Regions from separate parts of the Rattus norvegicus genome. Here all the other regions are linked to region 3. Evidence: chromatin contacts called from public Hi-C data. All regions are on one chromosome and are shown on one strand. Each heading gives the region's core, a stretch centred on a gene start, on an enhancer-like site or on the middle of the called end of the contact. The rest is flanking DNA. Distances are from core to core; before and after follow the strand shown.

What was found. Hi-C and Micro-C count contacts between places; a contact is called where the count stands out from the background.
Region 1: a Hi-C map of the Rat2 cell line shows a contact between it and region 3, with 4 times the contacts expected there. The contact joins two enhancer-like sites. A contact is called at or near these places in 2 of 12 Hi-C or Micro-C datasets (the Rat2 cell line and mammary epithelial cells).
Region 2: a contact with region 3 is called in a Hi-C map of the A7r5 cell line, with 8 times the contacts expected there. The contact joins two enhancer-like sites. A contact is called at or near these places in 2 of 12 Hi-C or Micro-C datasets (the A7r5 cell line and mammary epithelial cells).
Region 4: a Hi-C map of the A7r5 cell line shows a contact between it and region 3, with 9 times the contacts expected there. The contact joins two enhancer-like sites. A contact is called at or near these places in 3 of 12 Hi-C or Micro-C datasets (the A7r5 cell line, the Rat2 cell line and Schwann cells).
Region 5: a contact with region 3 is called in a Hi-C map of mammary epithelial cells, with 2.6 times the contacts expected there. The contact joins two enhancer-like sites. A contact is called at or near these places in 5 of 12 Hi-C or Micro-C datasets (the A7r5 cell line, the Rat2 cell line, Schwann cells and 2 more).

The regions. Positions count from the first base shown.
Region 1 is chr5:76,159,301-76,162,870 of GRCr8, reverse strand. No RefSeq gene overlaps it. Among named protein-coding and RNA genes, the nearest start is that of Actl7b, 81 kb to the left of the region's middle. Within about 2 kb of position 1,265, at least 14 of the 93 cell types and tissues checked have an H3K27ac peak or open chromatin away from gene starts, as enhancers often do.
Region 2 is chr5:76,178,064-76,181,446 of GRCr8, reverse strand. No RefSeq gene overlaps it. Among named protein-coding and RNA genes, the nearest start is that of Actl7b, 62 kb to the left of the region's middle. Within about 2 kb of position 1,741, at least 13 of the 93 cell types and tissues checked have an H3K27ac peak or open chromatin away from gene starts, as enhancers often do. A contact at or near this core is called in the A7r5 cell line, where this site is marked.
Region 3 is chr5:75,193,143-75,196,621 of GRCr8, reverse strand. No RefSeq gene overlaps it. Among named protein-coding and RNA genes, the nearest start is that of Klf4, 120 kb to the right of the region's middle. Within about 2 kb of position 2,016, at least 85 of the 93 cell types and tissues checked have an H3K27ac peak or open chromatin away from gene starts, as enhancers often do. A contact at or near this core is called in the A7r5 cell line, where this site is marked.
Region 4 is chr5:76,008,404-76,011,968 of GRCr8, reverse strand. No RefSeq gene overlaps it. Among named protein-coding and RNA genes, the nearest start is that of Actl7b, 230 kb to the left of the region's middle. Within about 2 kb of position 1,903, at least 3 of the 93 cell types and tissues checked have an H3K27ac peak or open chromatin away from gene starts, as enhancers often do.
Region 5 is chr5:75,746,598-75,749,917 of GRCr8, reverse strand. No RefSeq gene overlaps it. Among named protein-coding and RNA genes, the nearest start is that of Actl7b, 490 kb to the left of the region's middle. Within about 2 kb of position 1,582, at least 2 of the 93 cell types and tissues checked have an H3K27ac peak or open chromatin away from gene starts, as enhancers often do.

The DNA.
Region 1 (3,570 bases), core at 16-2,515, 970 kb before region 3:
TGGGACACCTGACCAACAACCTGAAGGGAGGTATTCAGCTCTTGTCACCAGGCTGAGCCTTTAATCTGAGACAGAATTTCCCTAAAGTGTCCAAGTTGGGCTTGAACTCACTAAAGCAGCTCAGGCAAGCCTTAACTTACAAATATATAAGTCAAATTCAAGGGAGGGTCCATAGTTATTATTGTTTTTACACTGCTCCAGCTTTTATCCTCAAATGTTTTTTGTTTGCCTTACAAGCATACACAAATACCCCTAGATGGTATTAAAAAGCTTCTAGGTTGTGGAGGAATAATGTATGTACAGTAAAGTATGTAAATGGTGCAGAATGAATGCTGACTCATGTATACACAGCTCCCTCAGAGTTCTGTGTTTTGAACTTTATTATTAGTATGTGAATGTGTGTTTATGATATATGTGTGTGAGTGCAGGTGCACACTTTTTGTCTCTGTGAGAGACACCTGAGAGAAAGACTCAAAAGGGAAGAAAGTTTTAGTCTGGCTTCCTGTTTCAGATGTTTTAATTCAAGCTTAGCTGGATCTGTTGCTTTGAAACACCGTGGAGGCAGAATATGGTGGGCAGAGTACATGTCAGGGAGTAGACGGGGAGTGGAGAGGAAGGGAGGAAGGGAGGAAGGGAGGAAGGGAGGAAGGGAGGAAGGGAGGAAGGGAGGAAGGGAGGAAGGGAGGAAGGGAGGAAGGGACTTGGGAAAAGATACAACCTTCAGAGGCATGTCCTAGTGACCCATTTCTTCTAGGTAGCCCTGTCTCTTAATGTTTGTGACATCTCCCTAAAGAGCAGCACTAGCTAGGAGCCAAGCCTCTAACACGTGAACACGTGGGGGACAGCTTAGATTCAAAATGCACTCAGCTATGCAGACGGGGTAGGATGCAGTTTGCAGGTCTCAGACCTGAGCCTTGGGCAGAGCTCAGAAGTGTGGTCCAGGGAAGATAAAAGGGAAATGTGGCTTCTTCATAAGACATGAGAAGGTCATAGACAGGACTTTGGGGAGTAGAGGAGGGGATGGAAGGGGTGGCTGATGAATCAAGACTTCGATACCCATTTACTTAGGGCCAGCAGGGCAGGGATGTGGACACCCCAGATCTTTGAACCCTGATGAAAGCATAGAGCAGAGGCTTCTGTAACCTTTGGTGTCAATCTCCTCATGGCAAGGGCAGAGGGGCCTTTCAGTGGGATTGGCTAATGACTATGCCGTCCCACCTCATTCCCCAGTTTCCAGGCCTGAGAGTGCAATCAAGACGCTGAGCTCTTCCAACCCCAGGCTCCGCCTGTTGACACATCTTGATGGCATCCCAGGCATGTGGAGCATGGACAGATGTTAACTTGCTCTGAAAGCGAAGCAGTGGAGAGAACACAGGCTCTCCCCTCAGAGGCAGAGACGCCAGGCTACATAGTTCTTATGCATTTTTCAGATGCCTCCAGCTCCACCTGAGCCAGTGCTTGTCTCCAAACTGTGTATCTGCTTGCACGGGACATGATGATATCTGTTTTCAATAGTTGCCATTCCAAGGACACAGATGACTATTGAATCAGGGGATGACTAGTGTGACAAGGTAGCCTGTGTGTGTGTGTGTGTGTGTGTGTGTGTGTGTGTGTGTGTGAGAGTGGTTGGAGTCTGTGGAGGGTCATCGTGGGGGTCAGTGGGGATATCAGTGGGTAAACAGTGTTGCTGTCCCCACACTCAGCTTTAACAGTTCATGGAGGCTCAGCTGATCTCTTCTCCAGGAAAAGTTGCCACCTCCTGGGATTAAGTTTCTTTAGCTTTCTTTATGTTATCCCTTCTCTGACAGGTTTCCAAAAAGCTCTGATCCTGTAGCTTACCTGACTTGGTCTCCTTGTTACCATGGGAACTGGACTCTCTTCTGAATTTCTCTAGTCTCCCTGTCACATTTCACTAAATACCTGGGACTCTGTGTACTGTCTCAGTTGTGTTCTTGCTCTCAACACCAGTGGGTTCTCACTTCCTGTTTCCCCCTCTCTTCCCACCCCATCAGTCACCCAGTCACTGGTAGACTAGGTCAGACTCAGCTTTTGTGTTGGAATCAAAGCATTCTCTACTCGGGCAAAGTAGCTTGGTGATTAAAGAAAATACTCCAGAGAAGCGGATGCTGACGCTATGAGGACTGAGTACCCTCTAATTTGGAGGCTTAATGTTTTGAGAAAGAATAAAGACTCGTAGCCTGTGACACATCCTACCCGGGATTTATTTTAGCCAATGATGTTTATTGGTCAGAATATTTTTCATGTTCTCTTTCGGGCTGCCTGAATTCTTGTCGCCAAAAGGCAGATAGGTCACAGTAGAAGGGGGTAAGTCAGCGGTAATGAAAGCTTTTCTACAGGGCTGGTAATGACCAATGAGGTAATGTCGCTGACACGGGTGGCAGTAGTAGTTGGTTAGTGAATGCCATGTCTTGTTACCTTTGAGAAGAAAGGGGTTCGGAACTGGAGTGAATTTCCCGTGTTCATATAAACACTGTATGGGGCTGTCCCAAGTATGTGCAGCAAGTCACTCACTTTGAACCTGGCCTTCCTGGGTTTTGACCTGGTCAGGGAAGCCCGTGGGCTGTGCCAACATGCATTTGTTTTGTTACTCGCCATGGATATCTTGTAAAAATCCATCCTAAGGCCAGAAGGGGTTAGGTATATATAAATAATAGAGTCCTCAGATGCTCTGACTTCTCTATCTTGTACGTTTCTCCTTAGTTTTCTCTTGTGAACTTAATTAAGCCCTTGTCCTGATAGTGTAAAAACAGCTCCAGTTCTCAGTGCTATAAAGCCATTCCGTCACTGTCACAGAGTGTGGCCTGTAGGGTCTATTCTGTGTACAGAGCTTTCTGTTTGCCCTGACCACTGTGTTCTATTGTTAGTGAGATATTTTTGAGTCACAAAAGCTAGATACTGGTAAAGAATTTTATTCACTACTGAGTGCAATCCTGTACAGTACTTTGGCTAAAGCTTCTTGACAGTAGAGTTGTCTTTAATGGCCTTAAGGGTCTTGAGTCCCCAGAGCTGATGGGGATGGCTTGAGGCAGTGGTTGTCCTAAGAGATTACTCAGAAAAGAAAGGGACTTCTGAGGACTGATGTCATTTTTTTTTTTTTTATTTTGGTGCTGAAATCATGGACTCAAGGTAAAACTCAGATTTCTTGGCGACTCACTGGTAAGTCTCTTTTTACAGAGAGAAACTGTCAGAAGAGCCAGTAAGTCATGGCAGAGAGCAGAGGGAGTGAAGGTGGGGGTTTAGGGAGAGGCATCTCCTGCTAATGCAGATGTTCAGGGATGTTGGGGGAAAAGGCACTGGGATGTATCAGTTCACTCTGTACCCTGGAAGAGGAAGACTCTTGGCTAGGTTGACTACAGGTGTGTAACCCCCATGGGGAAATTTCCTGAGGTTGCCCCATGGCTGACAATGCCAGCATCTGTTCACTAGGAGGTCACTTCTAGAACTCTGATGGGGGAGGACAGTTACAGCATTCTCAGCATGAGTGACAGGCAGTTTGGGAAGCATGGGAGGACAGGACCACCATCATGTTTCACTGTGCCCTGATTGGTG
Region 2 (3,383 bases), core at 492-2,991, 990 kb before region 3:
AATTTGTGATTTAATTGTGAAAGGAGAAGATGCAGCAAACACCTTGATGTCCCTCCCCTCAAAGTCATTTATAACAAAATCCAAAAGCCACATGAAGGTTGCTTTCCGTTTTCAAACGTCTGTATGTAGATGTCTTAAAGTTAGACACAACTAGAAATCGGAGAGCTGGCCCATGCTAAAATACACGTGACGTGAGCACAGGTACAGTGGTATATTCCTGTAATCCTAGTGCTTGGGAGGCTGAGACAGGAGGATTGATAATCTGGGGCCAGCCTAGCTACATAGTGAGTCCCAGGCCAGCTTGGACTATAAACAAGGAGAACTTGACCATTCAAACAGACGAGCTGGACTGGGCTGGAAGTGTAGCTCAGTTGGAAGAGTGCTTGCCCAGGATATGCAAAACCATGAGCTTTCTCCTTAACCTCTCTCCTTAGCCAGGTAAAGTAGTGAATGTTATTAATCTTAATGCCCTGGGAGGTGGACGAAGGATGATCAGAAATTCAAGGTCGTTTCAGCTGCATCACAAGTTCCAGGTCAGCTTAGGACAAATAAGATCCTGCCTCAAAAATCAAACCCAACCCAACCCAAAACCCCAAACAAAGCAAAATGCCCTCAGATAACAAACCGGAATCCCCAAGCCCCACAAATATGTGGTAGGATATTTAAATAATATGAAAAAAATATTTTGAGTGTGGGTGAAAGGAGGTGTTTGTGGAGTGCATGCATAATGTGATACCGTTTCTGCAAAATGTTTTTATATGCATCTGGATCCTAGAAGAAAACCCCTGTCATTGTGTCATAGGCATGCAAAGCAGGCTCTCAGGGATGGATTCAGCTACCCATGTCCACTGTTGTGAGCTAGCCTGTCACCAGTAGCAAGCAGAAATGGCATGCAGATTCTTTGCATGGATAGATGCCAAGGTCTTCCGGCCACGAGGGGTGCTTAACCTGTCTCTGCAATCAACCAGCCCAAATGACAGCCCGACTTTGCGCCAAATTCCCACAGGATTCTAGATCGTCCTTGCTCGATATGAGTGAGGTCAAACCACGCAAAAGAAGCCTTTTAGACTCTTTTTTTTTGGGGGGGGTGTTTCTTTTTACAGCTCTGTGAATGAGGACCTTATTTCTTATCTGGCTGCAGTGCAGAGGGGAAGCCATTCTCTCAGCTGTCTTCGTTTTGTGATGGATGCAGTGGTCCACACACGAGCTCCTTTTTAGTGTCTGGAGTCTCAGAGGGTTAGGAAGGATGCTGAGGGGGAGGGGATGCAAGAGCGTGGTGGACGCTGGATGGCAGGCCGCTTTGAAGGGCGAAGAGGGGCTGGAAGGCCAGAGGTGCTGGAAAATGACAGTACTCAGGTCCCACCACGTTAACTGTTCCTATGCTCCCCCGCCCCGCCCCCTGCCTCCCGTGTGAGTAGCACTCGCGGTTTTGTGTTCTGATTATTTAATAGGAGTCAGCCTGCCCAGTTAAACTACATGAAGGATACATTAAGGTTTCATCTCCTCATACGCAGCACTTTGTACTCAGCGTGGCGTTGGGGAGGGAGCCTTGACTTGGGGATTCCCCAGATCTTCCTGGAATCTTCTGTGTAACTCTGGGGAAGGCTTTTACGCTTTTTTAAACTTTCTTTCATCATCTATAAAATGTGTCTAATGACAGTCAGCCAATGTGATCTTTAATAAGACCAAGGACGTGACAGCACTAGCCCAGAGCCTGGCCCATGGGAGTTTCTCACCAACTGGGGACTGAAGACTTGACCTAGTGACTCCTTGGGTGGGGCTGACGCCTCTGGGTGAGTGGAGAGGATGCCTCCTGGCAGTAATCAAGATCCGCCACGAGGAGGAGCTCGAGCTCCATGATTGATTGTTTTCACGGCCATTTCCCAAGCTTGGCTGAGGGATTCAACCCCTGCAACATTTAATTTATTACTTAAGAATCAGTGCCCGGCCTGCCCTGCCCTGCCCTGGCATTCTTTTTTTTCTTTCTGCCTAGTTCCTTTTGGGGCACCTAAGTCTTGTTAGTTGGTTACCTAAAGCTTGGCTTATATCCGTGCACATGGCATACACTTGACTGACAGCCAACGTGCATCTCATCTGTTACAAGCTACAGGAAAAGTGAAGCAGACCCAGGTTCATTAGCGATCAAGGAAGACATTTGTGTTCCCAAGTGTGCTGGGATACTTCTTTCCTGTCTCCTGGGATACATTCTTGGGTCTTATCCCTCTCCCTCCTCCCCTCACGGCCCTCCTCCCGCGCCGCCCCTCTGTTGTTTCTGATATGTTCCTTGCGCTCTAGTGATATATATCCAGTTCACGGGGCTGACTTTGAGAACTGTAAGGGAAGAGTGAGCCCAGTTTGCCCTGAGATGAAGAGACTGTTGGTCTGTGTGGGTACTAGGATCCTGGATTTCATTTTTTTCATCAGGGAAAATGATTAGATAACCGGGCTGGGCACTTTCTAACGCCGTTCTAGCGCTCTAACATCTTTCCACTAACCAACAGAAAGCCACGCCCACAAGCCCAGTTCTCGGGCTCATATGAGTTGCACAAACCCCAGTTGTGAAGACGTGTTGCTGTGATTTATGGGTGTGTGGCAATGTAGCCCTGGAAGCCACATAGAGGCTTCCTCAAGAGAGTCTAAGGCTTGGAACAAAGTGTTCTGCTGAGCAAGGCAGGGGCACATCAAACACTCTGGCCATCCTTGGTTTTCTGGTCTGTGGGTCTCCTGGGCAGTCTGGTGTTCTGGGCATTTACTTCATTTGCTAGGAGAGGTGAGAGCATACTACAAAAAGTCAATGGTTAGGACCGTAACTGTGGAAGCACACAGGCTTCTGACATTTGACAGGCACTTGGTATTGACTGCAAGGAGAGAGCTCAGGGACAAGAGAGTGACGGGACACAAATGTCAAGTCAGGAACAATGCATTTTAGAATGGAGGCATGTGAGGGAAGGATCAGAATGTACTGGGTATCTGTCTTTGGGAAGGACTGTGAGTGGGCAAGTGCCTGAAGACACAGTTAAGACACAACACAGATGAATTATTCTAGTGGACATCTTCCTGGGGCCATCTCTGCTGGCAGTAAACATCGGCAACTTCTGTAGCACGGTGGCCCAGAGTGAGTTGCTGGGCCTGGCCCTGGCTTTTGTTTCCATTTATAAGTCCCTCCCTCATGATGGAACATAGGAACCTGTCCTAAGAGATCCCATCCCCAGTGTGAGCTATGCAGGCTGGGGCTGCCAACCTTGGAGGCAGGGCATGGATGGAGTTCTAGTGAGGTGTACCCAGATGCAGTTTTGAAAAAGCCAGCAGGGTTTTAGGGTTGTTTTAGGGCTTAGGGTTGTAGTTGGTATACAGTAGGAGCTCAATAATTGCTTCCTAACACA
Region 3 (3,479 bases), core at 767-3,266:
TCTCTTCAAGTAATTTGCCAGTAAGGCCACGTATGCAGAATACCAATTGGAAGCATCACAATGAGCACCTCCAGTCTAAGGTTAGTGACAGTACCTGGGCTTTCCATATCCTTTACGTGCCTTGTCCTAGCTCTCTCTCTCTCTCTCTCTCACACACACACACACACACACACACACACACACACACACACACACCATCCTTTGCACATGCTCAGTCACCCATTGAAACTGAGGCTCACTCCTTCGAGGGGAAAGTAACTTCCCTGAGAAGGTATAGAGCTAAGCAAGAAGGCTGAGAGGTAGGACAATACCTTTGGGTGTTAGGGCTGACACCATCAGAGGACAGTCTACCTGATGAAGACTTAATGTTTTCTCCTGCCAGAGCACAACACAGACCCTGAGATATTTCTGTCGTCCCTCCACCAGCCTCAGGGCATGTGCATCTGGGGAGAGGAGGAATTGGGCAGGGGGGACAAGAACAGACCATGGAGACCCTAAGATTCTGAAGCGAAGCAAAGGAGACACCAATACCTAACCTAGGACAACTGGGGTGAACTGAAATGCAAGGCCTCCTTGTGTGAGTTTTCAGAGCACCAAAGACAGAGGTGTGGAGAACAGCGGGAAAAGAGGCTTTTCTCTGCCACCCGGTGGGTGGTATGACTGGATGATATACTTGGCTCAAGTGACCATCAGCCATGGGAGGAGACTGTCAAAAGGTTCAACAGTGTGGCAGGGAAGCACAATGAGCAAGCAGCCAAGAGCTGAGCCTGTGTCTCTGGAAAGAGCCCGGTTCTTCTGAGGTTGTACAAACTTGGCCTGCCTGTGACCCTTTCCTGGGTCTCGGGAAGAAAGGCGAACAAGCTTGCCTTAGAGGTTTAAGTAGGTGACAGTGCTGTCTGAGGCTGATGAACTATCCCAAAGCTAGAAGCTCACCTGCCACACAGACAGGAACGGACCCTTTGCGATCCCTTCTGAGAAAACCGAGACATAAACCATTCTTTATGGTTGCCTCTCCTTGCAGGGGCTCCAGCCCTTTCCAAACATCCACACCTCCTTTAATCCAGGCAAACACTGAATGAGAAAAGCCTGAAAAAGTGGCGCTTTTGTGATGCGGGTAGGCGGCCTCTACCTTAAAGTCACCGGAGGCTCCTATGGGGTGGGGAACTACCTGTCACTGGCTGTTGGCTAAGCTGCCCTCAAGACTGGAGAGCATGAAGCAGCTTAGAAAACCCCTGTGGTGTGTGCTAAGTATTGCAACTCGCAGATCTAAGAGAATGTTAAGGAACCAAGAAGCCGAAGAACTCAGACAACAGAGCTAAACTTTTATTTATCCCCCATCAGCTTGATTTGGGTAGGATCTGTTGATCCAAAAGTAGTAACAAGATACAAGAAAAAAAAAAAGCGAGATGCTTTAGGCATGAAAATTGACGTTTTTCCCCTTCTTTTTTAGTTCCAAATCAAAAGGGAATTCACGGAGGAGAGACTAGAGAAGAGGAGAGAGAAAGAGAGGAGAAGAGAGAGGGGAAGAGAGGAGCCCGGAGTCCGCAGTCCGCGGGCTTCCTACCCGCAGAGCCAGGACCGAGAGCGCTTTTCCGCAGCCGCCGCGGGCTCGGAGCTTTTAAGGGTTTCTAATCCTGGAAGGCTGTCTGACATCACCCCGTTTCTTGTCGGCTGATGTTTCGTACAAGCCTCTCATTTCCTCAGCGATCTCGGAGCCGCCAATTACTGCCCCGATCTGGTGTTTATGTTTGCCCGGTCCTGCGCCTGGCCCCGCGCCCGCCCGCGAGCCTGCGTTTCCCTGGCCGCGCGGCCCGAGGGGGTGGGTGGGGGGCCCTGGCCCGCGCACCCCAGCGCAAGGGAGGGGTCCCCCTTCATTTTTTTTCATTGACTTCAGCACCATGTGATCAGGAAGTCTGGCCTCCCTCCATTTCCCCTCCCGACTGAAGGGAAACATTGTGTAGCAGCCCGCCGCGGCCACTGGTGGGATGGCCTTCGCTGGCCTGACGTAGGGGGATAAAAATAACCGGCATATTTAAGGCCGGAGCAGGAATCCCGGCGCTCACACGCGGCCTGGTCAGTTCCCGAAGCCGCCAGCAGCGCTCTGCGCAGCGAGCTGCTGCTGCGCCAGCCAGCTCGGGAGTGCCTACACCGCACATCTTGACCTTGACCTGGGGACCCAGGCCTTGGAGAGATACCTCGCAGAGCCCCTCCCCCTCCATCCTCAGCGGCCTTGAGTTCTGTGTGCTGCCTCCCTGGAGATGGGGAAGAAGAATGCACAACAGGACTGACTGCCTTAGAGAAAGTGGCCAAGAAGCCTGATGCTCCCAGGGGGTTGAGACAGCCTTTACCTCGGGGACAGTGACAACAAGTTGCCACTCCAAAAGGTGCATGCCTCCAGCCAGGCTTAAATCAAGTCCCGTCTACAACTCCCTTTTACATTGGAGCTGCGTGCTTCAAAGATTTGCAAACATGTGGGAAAGCGAGAAACAAAGAAGGCCAAAGAGCGAGAAATTTATCAAGGCCAACTTCATCAAAGAAAATAGAAAAGATCCACCATTATCGCCATTCCCCTAAAATACCAGTAGTCCGAGATAATATGATTTCCCAGAAACTTGTCCCTCAATCCAGATAATACCCACCCCACCCCACCCCCACCCCTCCAGCCAGAACACCCCAGGCTGTCACCCTACAGCCCTTCACTGCGCCCTCCAGCTATGCAGGGATCCAGAAAACAGAAAAGAAAGAAATATTCCTTGTGCCTAGCTCTGTAAGTATATCCTATCCCACAAGCAACCCCGCCCCCTCCTCGTGAACCTGTCTGCAGCTGGCATTCTCCTGTTCACAGCCTCAGGTAAACCTAGTGCCCTGTCCAAGAAGTGCCGATGCCTTATTTTACACAAAGTGAAAATGAGGCTGGAGGGAGGGAGGGAGTCAATGGGCTGATAGGACTTTGTGCACCATCTCCACTCAATTGCATCATCGCCGCCATGGCGATGTCTCACAAGTGGGAGCCCACTCCCTTCTGTGGCCCCTCCTCCCCAACTCCAATCCAATCCAGCGATGGCGATTTCTCCACTGACCTGTGCTCTGAGCCATAAACAAGCTTTTACTTCCAATTAAAAAACGAAAAGTCTCCCTGTCTTCCGTTGTCTAAAGTAACAAGATATTTCAAAATTTCTGGCAGAGTTACTCACCTAAAAAGCCAAATGTTATGAGGAAAAGGGAGCCGACACCCTCCCTCCCTCCCCCACCTTTTGGTATTTTAGAGATGACAAATAACTGTTTGTCTGGTGGAAGAGGCAAAGAAGTCTTCCTTAGGAAACACTGCAAATGTAACCACCTCTGAGGAGGGAGACTCCAAGGATAAATGTGGTTTGGCTGATTCTGCAGCTCCCAGCACACTGACTGACAAGTGCTGTTCTTGACCCATAGTAATTAGATTGAATGGATAGAAGGGCTGAGAGAAGCCAGATACAGAG
Region 4 (3,565 bases), core at 654-3,153, 820 kb before region 3:
AATTGATTTCTTGATCAAGATTCTCAAAGTCCTCTCTGGATCCTTTGAGGTAGAATCCCTTGGAAGGGCAGAGAAAAGCAGGAGCTCCTGGTACCTATCCTGTGATAGGGATCTGGGATCTTTGCTCTGGGGCTCAGTTTAGAAGGCACTTTTAAGGTGAATCTCCACGTGCTATAGTTGAATGAGACCCACTGGTGTACTGAAAGAAGTTCAGTGGGCTTCCAAGACTCCATTTGCATCTCCTTCACCAGATTCTTAGCTGTTCAAAACCGGCCCAATCAAGGGAATTTAGAAAATATACTTGTCACTAGCTTGCCTCATTAACTTAGGTTTTAAAATAAACTGCAGAATGAACGGGTAGGTATCTGTGTGGGTTTCAAGTTGCACGACTCCTTAAGGGTCCTGTAGCAAACAGTCCAGCCCCATGTGGAGCCTGCACAAAGCACTTCCTCACTAGATGATCCCCTGAGGCTTCTTCCTTTGTAGCTTCTTGGCTTGCTTTCTCCCTGGGCTTCTGGGATAGAGGCCACACTTTGGATCTTGGTGGTTAGAACATACAGAATTCAAATCTTCCCATAGACTTCTCCAAATGATACAGGCTAAATCCAGCTGAGGAGACTCAAATAATCTCTCAGGTTTCTTCTGCTCTTCAGTCAGTCTGGTGTTCTCTTCTCAGTGGGATATGAATTTTATTGCATCAAAGAGCTACCCATTTCTAAGGGCATTTTGCTATCTTCAGACATGCATTTACTTGATACACACACATGCACACACACACACACACACACACACACACACACACACACACACACACACCAGGCAAATACATGTATATATTTATTTCTACAACTTTGTTTATAGCAAATTGACACACTAGTGGTTTCACTGATATAAAGATTTCCTGGTGATGTCAAAGGCCAAAGAATTCCCTTTATCTTCTGATGAATAACTGCTACCTTGTGATATGAAATGACATATCCCAAGTCAGGTGTCTGACCCATAGCTGAGCCAGGGGGTCACATGTGGATTCTGTAGCCTGCAAAGCTATAGTTCTAATCCCACGTGTCTGGGTTCATTCCTAATTTGGGCTCTGTGCAAATAAAATCATGGAATTGTAAACAGGCCAGGAGAAGAAATCACGGGACACTTTGCAAGCAGTAAAAAGGTTTGAAAGTCTTGCACCCAATCCAGTGTCTGTAGGCCAGACAGTAGTCTTGGATAGTTCTTTAAGAGTCACACTAGATGGCAGTGTTTTAACGTCAACAGGCAAAGGGATTTTGCTGCTATTTTGAAGAATAGCCTAGGACAGCAATTGCAAAAGGCTTGACAAGGGCATCTCCTTGGAGCTCGGGTTCTAAGAACAATGAATTCAGGGCTCTGTTGTGACTTGAGGCTCCAGCATGAAGCAGACCAGGTTCTGGTTATGTAATAAATGAGACCATAGTTCTCAGTCACTGACTATGAGAACCACCTGCCATTCAGACTCACAGGATTCAGAGTAGGGATCAAACATCCCTGCTTTATCAAGAATTCTTACGTGTTCCAGTGTCTTGAGATCCCTTATAGTCTTTGTCCAGTGAGGTTGTCTGCCCTGGGTTGCAAGATTCTGGTGTGAAGGAGTGCACCATGATTCCTGTTGATGACATGTGGTAGTTGTTGAGGATGCAGACATGAACAAACCATGATTAGGAAGTTCCAGATCCAAGGTGAGGCAGTATTTGGAATCCTAGATAAGGCTCAGGTATGTCAGAGTGTCGCTACAGCCCAGTCCCTGCTCTGCCCTGCATAGCCTCGAGCCAATCACTTGATTACTCCATGACTCATTCATTAATGGGCTTTGATGAGATTTCTCACTTGAAAAGTGAGGACCATGGAAACAGTCCCCTCCAAGGATCTGTCCAGCTACACTTCTGGGGACAGCACCCTTTCTCAGTCAGGTTCTGTTTTCCAATCTGCTAGATGAGATGGTCTCACTTGGCTTGGAATCTGTCATTTCGGGTTGGACAGGAGGCACTGCTCCTGCTGGGAGGTTGGATGTTTTTCACTAGTCAGTGGTATCATTAAAAGCCAACAAACTAGCTTTTTGATAATGAATCCTATAAAACTAGTTCCAAGGCTGTGGACTTCGTTCCAGATGCTCAGGGACAGCTGGAGGGTATCTGTGAGCTTCAGAGAAAGCCCCATGTTTTGTTCTCTTCCTCCCTTCTTTAAATCACTAGCTTCAATCCACCACTAGAATTTCTCTTATGAGAAGAGCACCTCTAGAAGGTTGTTCTGTCCTCTGTTTCCGGAGGGCCACAGGGCATATTCGGGAGTGGGAGGGATCTTCACTGACAGCCTGCCATCCCTGATATGCAATATGTGCTGAGGGAAGATTTAAGGAACACACACCAGCTCTTACTCATCTTGCTCATTTTAATACCTGGCTTAGGGCCTGGTTCAGAGTAGGTGTGAGCAGATGTTTGTTGAATTAAGTTTCTGTAGTTTAAAGAATTAAGTGTGTCAAGCTGACATTGAATATTCAGATTTCAGCATCAGAAATAGCTTTGATGCTATTTGTGTCTTACAGACAGAAAATTTTGAAATAGATCATGTTTCTCTCTTTGCATTGCCTGCTAGGAAACTCAAAGGTAAATTAGTGGACCATCCATCTCTAGTAAATAACTAAAATATAGATCTGATCTTATCTCCCCACCTTGTGTGTATGTGTGTGTGTGTGTGTGTGTGTGTGTGTGTGAGAGAGAGAGAGAGAGAGAGAGAGAGAGATTGTGTGTGTGTGTGTGTGTGTGTGTGTGTGTGTGTGTGTGCGTGTGTGCATATGCGCCTGCCTGGCGGGTGTCACCTTGTTTGTCTCAAGGTACTGAATTATTAAACCTGCCTCAAATTCTTTAAGAACAAGGAGCAACTAGCTCATTAAATCTGAGTCAGTATCTGGGACAATTCCTGGTATAGAACAGAAGGTCAAAATAGTATTTAATAGTGAACAAATTAATGACATTTTATCTGAATCTTAAGTTTGAACTTCAACTTTTTAAAAAAAAAATCGATCAGCCCCATACTCATATTCTTTTAAAACAAACAGGGAAAGTGAAAAATCATGCTGAGAAATAGATGCAGCTGGACAGAGCGACCAGTGTGAGATCATGCACACATACGGTGGCTCTAAGATGGTGCCCAATTGTGGTTTTCCTTCTGATCTACCTACTGCATTTTTCATTACTCTCAAATTTCTTCTTTGGAGAGGGAGGGAGGGAGGGAGGGAGGGAGGGAGGGAGGGAGGGAGAGAGAGAGAGAGAGAGAGAGAGAGAGAGAGAGAGAGAGAGAGAGAGAAGTACTTATCAAGAGAGCAATGTCATCTGCACTGATGGACCTGCCATGATCCCATTCATTGGTTCTCCTTCACTGTTACATGGTGGCTCATCTGATGATTCCCAGTATGAATTTCTTTCTAAAATCCATATGGAGGAACAGTGAGATGTGCTGGTAGCTCCATTCATCAGATAACCTGCAGGCTCCCTAAAGGCAAGGAGGGGACAGTTGGCCTCCCGATGTTTATCTTGGACAG
Region 5 (3,320 bases), core at 333-2,832, 550 kb before region 3:
TTGTGAGGAGAAATTATTGTTTTTACTCTTTGTGGAAATATTTTTCAGAATATTTAAGGTAATTGAGATGTTTTATGAACAATGAATATTTTTCAAAAGATGTTATTTCTTCTCTACCTCCTCAAATTCCTTCTATAAAGTCGGGTAGTCTTGGGAAAAACAGAAGGCTGGTACCTTTTACAAAAAATAAGTATGGAATAGAGAGCAGCCTTTGGATGGCAGCTTGGACCGTCTTTTCCCAAACCCAAGATGGTAGCTGAAGAAGGTCTCTGTAAGCCTCTCAATTTCCCATTGACACTCAGTCACTCTGAGTCACTGGCTCACTGGCTGTGAGGGCCCAGCATGCGAATTATTAATAGATTAATACTTAATAGACCCATAAGGGGAACTTTTCTTTCTTGATTGGCACTGTGCAAGGACTATCATTTCTGTACCTAAAATCAACATCATATGGAACCGGTTCCTGTTCTTGCTATATCATCAGGGACTTTCCAAGGTACAGAAGCCAGCTAAGTTCTAGAGCAGCTTGAAAGTTGTCCTGATAGAGTGGACAACTCCCAGAGTCCCTGGCATTCTCTAGGAACCATTAATTACTGTGACGATGATTTATATGTATGCAGCAACTATCCTCTTATCAGAGAAGTAATTCTTCAAAGTTGAAACCTCTGTTCCTCCTACTCAGGCAACAACTGACTGAGAAGCGTTTGAATGAGAGAAGTGAGGACAATGTTGAATGGGCCATGTTTAGATTCCTTCCTTGTGTTCTTTTCTATATCAACACAGATAGTAAAGAAAGTTACACAGAAAGTGTTTAAGTTCTCAGTGGAAAACAAAGTTGATTCATCTCTTCTTCTTTCTACAAAATAAAAATAAAGGATCCTAAAAGACCAAGGAAGCAGCATTCCTTTACCTGGTAAGAGTCCTCTAACACACATACAGACATAAACACAGACACAGACACAGACACAGACACAGACACACACACACACACACACACACACAGAGAGAGAGAGAGTCTTTCTTGACACAGGATTTCCCTATGTAGACCTCTCCGGCCTTGAACTCAGAAACCCACTTATTTCTGCCTCCCAAGTGCTGAGATTAAAGGCGTGTGCCATCACTGCTATTAAATTTTTACCCTAACTGTAGTATAGAGAACGTAACAATGAAATCTGGTCTTCAACTTTTCCTGATTGACTGTATCACCTCATTTTCTCTACTCTTGACTTCCTCCTTTCCACAAAGTCTAAATTCTCTGCAAAGTTGAAAACTGAAGGGTGATGGATGAATCACTTTAATGGCCTCTAAATCATGCACACACCCAGGCACATGTCTGCCAAGAGGACTCTTCCTATCACCACTGGTAGAAAGACTCTCTCAGTCCTTCTTTACATGTATTTACACCCATGAAACGATAACCCCACTCCTGGGAGTTGATTATTTTTTTTAAAAAAAAGATTAATCTCCATAGGAAGGAGGAAAAACTACACTAAAAGATATTGCTCACTGTTTACTTCAAACCCCAGCACAGACCCTTGAGCAGTAGATGAGAGGATGGGCACTGTCTGTGGTGGTTTCAATGTCATGAGAACCACAATGAGGAGAGACAAAGCACTTGCCCGGTGGATTGCAAAGACATCTGAGAAGAAGAGGTATGTGAAGGGAGTAGCTGTCCATGGTGTACCCTCTGTGGGTCAGGCTCTGAGCTTTTACATTAACCATCTCATTTATTCTTCAGAACAGTCACAAGGATAGATATGATCACTATAATTTATGGATTAGGAACACAGGGCTCAGAGACGTGGAGTTATTTTCCAAGCTCATGACTACAGTTGATGAGCTAATACTCAGAATTCAAACCGAACTGGGTGGATTTTTGTTGTCATAGTGGCTCTGGCTTACAGAGTCACCGTGTCTCCAAGAACATTAAGCCACTGAATGTTCTGCAATTGTTCTTGGGGAAGTAGGAGGCTGAGCTCCTGCAAACTGCTGCGAATTCCAGCAGGCATGTACAGAGATGGTCCTTGACTTATGACTTAGTACCTGTACTTCATGGTGGTGCAGAAACAATGTGCCTCCAGTAGAAGCCTTAATTTTTGAAGTTTGGTCTTCTCCCAGGGATACAGTGTGATACCCTTGCCGTGCTGGCTAGAGCAGGGAGTGACAGCTCTCAGTCAGCTTTGCTCTCATGAATAGAACCATCCCATGCATTACGGAGCTGTGATGCTCTGCAGGAAGGGTGAACCAAACACATTCTTGAACCTATTATGGGTTTATTGGGATGTAACCTCACTGTAAGTCATGGGACACCTGTACATGTGTGTGTGTGCTTTGATTTAAGTATCTTTCACTATGTTTGGCTGACTCATTAGCATTGAACTTATGGCCAGTAAAGCTCTACTATTTTTGAATAAAGCTTTTTCTGGTAAATGAATTATCCCACTGAGCCACATCATAGCCTTTCACACAGAGAAATACTATGCAGTTCTGCTGGGCAGAGAGTAGTGGAGCAGGCCTAATCCCAGCTTATCAGGGGGCTGTTTTTGATTCTCCTGATCAAAAAACAAAAGTATACAAGCTCACTGGCAGATCACTCATGTATCATATGTGATGCCTGGGGCTCACTAGTCTGTACTATGATGGAGAGAAAGGGAGGGGGGATGAGAATGAATATGTTTAGGGGCGGTGAATTCACAACAGAAGGCACAAATGTGCAAAATCCATAGCACTGAACATACCCCAAATAGTGTACATTTTTTGATGTTGAAAACAGAATTAAAACAGCATTACTTCAACTGGGGACCAGCACTTTGGCGATGTAAGTTTTTCACTGTTCCACATGTCTGTGAGCAATTGTGAAATCATTGATTTGGGGAATTAAAAAAATTGTAGTGAGAAAGTTCTACAAAGTTTCATGGATTCTGTAATCCATGAAAAACAAGGATAGATAGTTTACCCACTCACAGAACAAGCGGGTGTGTCTATGAAAATGCAGACGCAGCCCTAGACATAGGATAGACAATTAGGAAGACTGGCATTCTGAGAAAGGGCAGTGTATAAGGAGTATATTATCATCAATGGTAATGGCAGATGGGATATTAGAGAGTGGGTTCAGGAGAGTGAATTTGGGAGAGTCGGGTTGGCAGGCTTCAGTTCATTCAAGGTAGTCCCTGGGGAATCTGGCAAAGTATCATCTAAACAAAACCGTCGAAGGGCTGACTTGGGAGTAAGCAGGAACCTGCTTAGCCAGAGGCCAATGTGACCGGAGCTGAGAGAAGAGGCAATAAGTGAGGAGATCACAGAGAAAGATGCAGTCAAGG